Linked DNA regions of Mus musculus: region 2 is linked to region 1. Evidence: chromatin contacts called from public Hi-C data. All regions are on one chromosome and are shown on one strand. The core of a region is the stretch at or near the end of the contact, and the rest is flanking DNA. Distances in the headings are between cores, read along the strand shown. Region 1 has its middle 4.0 kb from the start of Gm38926. Region 2 overlaps Gm38475 (a long non-coding RNA gene).

The links. Hi-C and Micro-C count contacts between places; a contact is called where the count stands out from the background.
Region 2: a Hi-C map of liver shows a contact between it and region 1, with 2.0 times the contacts expected there. The contact joins two enhancer-like sites. A contact is called at or near these places in 3 of 484 Hi-C or Micro-C datasets (the C2C12 cell line, liver and nephron progenitors).

Annotation. Positions count from the first base shown.
Region 1 is chr6:145,351,042-145,353,741 of GRCm38.p6, forward strand. No RefSeq gene overlaps it. Among named protein-coding and RNA genes, the nearest start is that of Gm38926, 4.0 kb to the left of the region's middle. Within about 2 kb of position 1,295, at least 29 of the 459 cell types and tissues checked have an H3K27ac peak or open chromatin away from gene starts, as enhancers often do. A contact at or near this core is called in liver, where this site is marked.
Region 2 is chr6:145,521,417-145,524,116 of GRCm38.p6, forward strand. All of the region lies in intron 2 of Gm38475 (a long non-coding RNA gene), which reads right to left. Among named protein-coding and RNA genes, the nearest start is that of Gm15499, 80 kb to the left of the region's middle. Within about 2 kb of position 1,410, at least 12 of the 459 cell types and tissues checked have an H3K27ac peak or open chromatin away from gene starts, as enhancers often do. A contact at or near this core is called in liver, where this site is marked.

The sequences.
Region 1 (2,700 bases), core at 45-2,544:
TGTTGAAAATAATAAATGGTTAAACTGGTGTGCCTGAAGTTGAACTGCCAAAGGCCGGTCGCCTCCTGTCAGGCCTGGTCAGCATGGTGCGCCTTCTCTCACTCTGCTGTCCTCTCTCCTCCCTGCCCCCACTCCATTCTCTCCTGTTGTACTGCGGATTAGAACCACGGGCCCCACGGACCCCACAGGTCCCACAGGCCCCACAGGCCCCACAGGCCCCACAGGCCCCACAGGCTTGCTGAGGGAGTGTCCCACTCCTGCCTCTTCCTCTTCTTTGTTCAGCAAAAACACCAGGAAAGGAGAAAGAAGGGAAAGGGTGGTTTAACATGGAGAAAAGAGTGTCCGTGGAACGGAACACGACCACACATGTCAGCTTAGTCCCCGTTCTCCTGAAAGAAGCTGCTGGTGACACAGGCAGCCGCCTGAGTGCATGCACGAAGAAGAAAGTTCAGAGAGGAACATACAGAACATGTCAGTAAGCTTAAGCGCAGCTGCACGGGGAGAGACCTTCCCTTCCTCCTTCCCGGTTCCTTCCTCCTTAGCTCTTGTCTCCTCTCTTGCCAGCCCTTCTCCACCTCCCCAGTCACTTTCCCTTCTTGGTCTTAAAGGATCCTCTGTTGTTTTGACAGCACCAGCCACCAACACTGAGGACCCGATGAGCTGAAGTAAAGGTAACTAAGGGTGTTCATTTCTGCACTTTCCTGTCACCAGCCCTTGAAAGGGTTAGACGCAAGATTTAAGAAAAACAAAAACAAAAACAGAAACAAACAAACAAACAAAAACCCCAAAACACAAAAACCAAAACCAATTATCTATGGTTTACAATCAAAAATAGCTTTGAAACGAGACTCTCATTTGCCTTTATTCAAGGAATGGTGGAAGGTTCTGGAATCTAGAGTGCGCTGTGCTCTTGGGTGTGGTTGAACAGAAGGAGAGTGCGGGCTCTTTGACAGGGGAGCGGCTGCAGTAGGTGGGCTCCCCTGTGCTTTGCACACCCAATCGAGGGAGGAGCAGACATGCGCATTAGACACGCAGCTCTCCCGGCACTCCTAAAGTTCAGGATGACCCCAACAAGCCAGACTTTATGTGAGGCAGAGAGGGTGTGGAGAGAGGAGGTGCCGGGGACACAGAACACTGGGCTCCACTCAGAAAGAAAGTCTGTGTTTTAGTGTCTCTGAGAGCTGTTTACCAAGGGAAAGGATGGTAGAAAATGTACTCATTACAGGGCTGTTTCAATGTCTAAACCTGACTTCAGTGTCTAAGGTGAACGGCCTGTGTAAATAAAACTAAAATTACCTCAGGGTTCTGTCTGCAGTAATTTTCCCCTCTTGGTGCTGTTCTACTCTGGGTAAAGCTCCCCAGAACAGCGTCAGCCAGGACTCCCACAGTGGGTCTGGGTTCCATGACCTCAGCCACACAGTGGGCCTGGGTTCCATGATCTCAGACTCCCCAGCTCAGCACACCTGTGTGGAAATCCTCATCACCTGAGAAAACCGAATACTTAAACGTTTTATTTTATTTTTGCTTGTGTAGCTGTGCATGTGTGGGCACACCAGCGAGTGTGGGTGTCGACGGGGGCGTCAGGTCCTCTGCAAGACAGAAGATGTTGCTGAGCACTGAACCACCTCTCTAATCTCCTGAATATATACCTCTCTCTCTCTCTCTCTCTCTCTCTCTCTCTCTCTCTCTCTCTCTCTCTCTCCCTCTCTCCCTCTCTCCCTCTCTCTCTCTCTCTCTCTCTCTCTCTCTCTCTGGATGCATTCCATGCACAGATCACTGGGTTCTAGCTACTACACTAGCCCTGTGTTTGCAACTGTGATGAGCATTCATGGTGTCATGTGTCACTGCAGATCTGAGCAGTCGGTCCTCTCCAGAGTTATCTATTTATCTATTTACTTGTGGTGAGGGTGGGAGGGCAGTGGGAGGGTTGCTATGCCTAGAGGGCCTGAGGTATGGTTTCTGATGCTGGAGTTGACACCTAGGGTTTGTATGATTATAGTAAATGCAAAAGGTATAAAACACACACAGACAGACATACACACACAGACAGACAAACATGCACAGACACACACACATATGCAGATATATACACACACACACGCACAGATGCACACACAGACACACACAGATGCACACACACACAGACACACAGACATGCACAGACACACACACACACACAAACACACACAGACTCCCCCTCTAACACTCACAGACTCCCCCTCTCCCCCGCAGAGACACAGACAGACAGACAGACACAGAGACAGACACACAGACATGCATGCATGCACACACACACACACACACACACAAAGACACACACAGACACAAAACTCCCCTGTCCCCACAGAGACACACACAGAGATACACAGACAGACACCACAGACATACACACATGCACAGACAGACAGACAGACAGACAGACACACACACACACACACACACACACACACACACACACACACACACGAGTGTTATCTGGGGAAATCTGACCTAATTCTGAGAGTCAGAATCAACAGAGAAATCTGACTAAAGGTGACCTGAGTTTTATTTACGCATGTCATTCATTTTAGAATTTTACTGCTGAGGAAAAGCTACAGTACATGTCCAAGAAGAATCAGAGAAAGGGCTGAGCTGAGAAAAATACAGCACATTAAAGAAACTGAGGAGAAGCTGGTGGCCAGAGCAGAGCATACAGAGGGA
Region 2 (2,700 bases), core at 160-2,659, 170 kb after region 1:
TAATATTTATGGGACATGAGCAATTTACAAAAAATTTTGTCAAATAAAGATTGATTTATTTTAATTTTATGTGTATAAGCACTTACTTGTGTGCATGTGCACGTGTGTGCACGCGCGCGCACACACACACACACACACACACACACACACACACACACACACAGTGTGCCTAGTGTTCATGGAGGCCAGAAAGGCATCTGCTGCAGGATTTTCTCTGTCCAATCACATTAGGGCACTGGGAGGCTTGTTTTTGGCCAATAGAAGGGAGGCAGAGCAAGGAGTTGGCAGAGAGAGAGGTCTCAGGAGGTGAGAGAGAACAAGAATGGAAGCCAATGTGATGTTATCAAAAGGTTAGAATAATTGGGTTAAAGCTTTATCATTATTATCATTTGGCTCTGAAATTATTGTATTGGCATCTTATAAATTGGGTTATTATTGATACATTAATCTGATTGGCTAATTAAGCATTAAGAGTCTTGATTCTACCGAGTAATTAGGTGTTGTGATGGCTAACCAGGGGTCTGTGGGGTGTTGTGTGAAAGTGAGAGGAACTCGGAGAATAGGGGGCATCCAAGAGATGGCCCGGTGGGAGCCAGGTGGCCTCACAGAGTCAGCGAGTTGGTGGGCTGAGAGACTGAGCAAGTGAGATAACCTGGTGCAGGGGCTAGCTCTAGAGAGTTGTTGGCAGTGGCAGGATTGAGTGTGTGGCCTGGCCCTGATGAGAGTTGGCAGGTTCATATTTTTTAATATTTCCTGCAACAGGCATCAGACTTGCAGAAGGGCTCTGGACTTACACACTACTGTGAACCAGCATGCAGGTGCTGGGAATCAAACTCATGCCCTCCGTGGAGCACCGGGTGTGCTTAACTGCCAAGCCATCTCTCCTAGAGGAATGGGTTTTAGGTTTAGATGCTTTTAAGAAGAAAGCCATTGGCACTGAATAGAAGACATGAGTGGAGATCAGCAGAGCTCTGAGAAGGGAGCAGAGGAGCAAGAGATCTCTGTGAGGGAAGGGGTCCTGAGGAATGGACACTCATGGCCACCAGGACAAAACTGCTTTTAGATACCTTAGAAAATGCATTTTGTTACACAGGCAATTGCCTGGCCCACCTAAGTAAGTGCAGTTTCGCTGGTGACCATGCCTCATAAATTGCTACCATCCCATCATCTGCCACTGCTGAGCAATTCTGTCTGAATAACCGAGGAATGTCCCGTCAACATGGCTGCAGGATGACATCTTCCTGACTGGGAAAGTTTTTATTGTTCGCCTCCCCTTGACGATCAGCTGCCAGATTCCTAGACCGACTTCCCACAGATGAGTTCTAGAAGCGAGTGCGAGAGGCACGGTGCCTTTTCATGGAAATCAATGGGGCCTTGACTTTAGGCCAAAATGGACTGGCAGGAGACTAACCACCTTTACTCCCTACAGGACAAAGGTCAAACGCTGTGTGACAAACAGCAAAAGGCTGTGGTCCCCAAGAGAAAGGAGGGACACAAATGAAGAGCCCAGAGAAATGTGCCGTGAAGGTTCCCCAGGTCCTGAGGAGCGGAGCGTGATGGGGCAGCACAGCCTGGGATCTTCACCATGGGGAGTCTGGCAGGGCCAGAGCTCAAGGTGATGAAGGCTTCTGGAGCAGAACTGAGAGGGTGGAGACAGCAGACGGGGAGACAGAAAGAGATCTGCACTTGGCTTTGTCTTTCTATTCTGTTAGTCACGCATCTGAAGAAACTAGCTATAGAGAACAAAGAGGCTCCAGAAATAAACTCCAGACTTATCCCCAAGGACCTGAGCACATTGTCTTTCCCTGGCGCCAATTCATTCTTGGGCTGCAGCACACTCTTGCTCGGAGCTGGAATCCCAGTTCACTTGTGGCCTCCCCAGGCCTAATGCTTTGACTGGACTCTGAATACCACTGCGATGTGCAGTTGCAGTGTATTAAAGTTTTTGTGCATGTGTGTCCCACCTCAGTAAGCGCGCTTCTCCTGAAGGCAGAGGCCATGCTGACTCTTTCCCAAGTGCGGCTATATAGCTCAGAACAAAAACAGTCCTTACTCGGGACTCTGCTTCTGCAACTTTGCCAACACCTCAAGTTATCATATTTAACTCTTCTCACAACACTTGAAAGAGGAACTGTAACGAGCCACTTATCGGTGAGGAAATATAAACAACAGAAGTTGCTGTTACTTAAAAGTTGCTGTTATGTGGCTTAGCTAAGTTATTTTGAGCTCAGGTATATCTACTCATGCAGTTTATGCTATTGGTTAGCATTTGTGAACTGGTTAAACATGCAGCGTTACGGTGTACGCAAACATACAAGTCTTCCTTATTGCCGGTGGCTCCTAGGATCTAGGATTCATTTTGGAAATCACGTACATTTACAACAGAAGCATTTGCCTAGACATTTCCCTCTAATTTGTGAAAGAAATCTTGAAATAGTCAGGTGAACATCCAAAGGCACCTGTACTTTGCCACGTGGCCCATTCAGAACCGAGGCGGGAGAAGTCACGCGGGGCCACGTGGCATCTTGACATTCCCACCCGTCCTGTTTGAGGTGCCATTGAAGTATCTCCTCCTCGGCTTACTTCACTTGCCTCACTCGAGACCCGCCTGACAGAGGAACGGCTTGCTTCACTCCAATAGCATCCGAGGGTCGAAATGAATGTAAAAACATCAGATTTCCCATGAGGCACTAGGTCTCG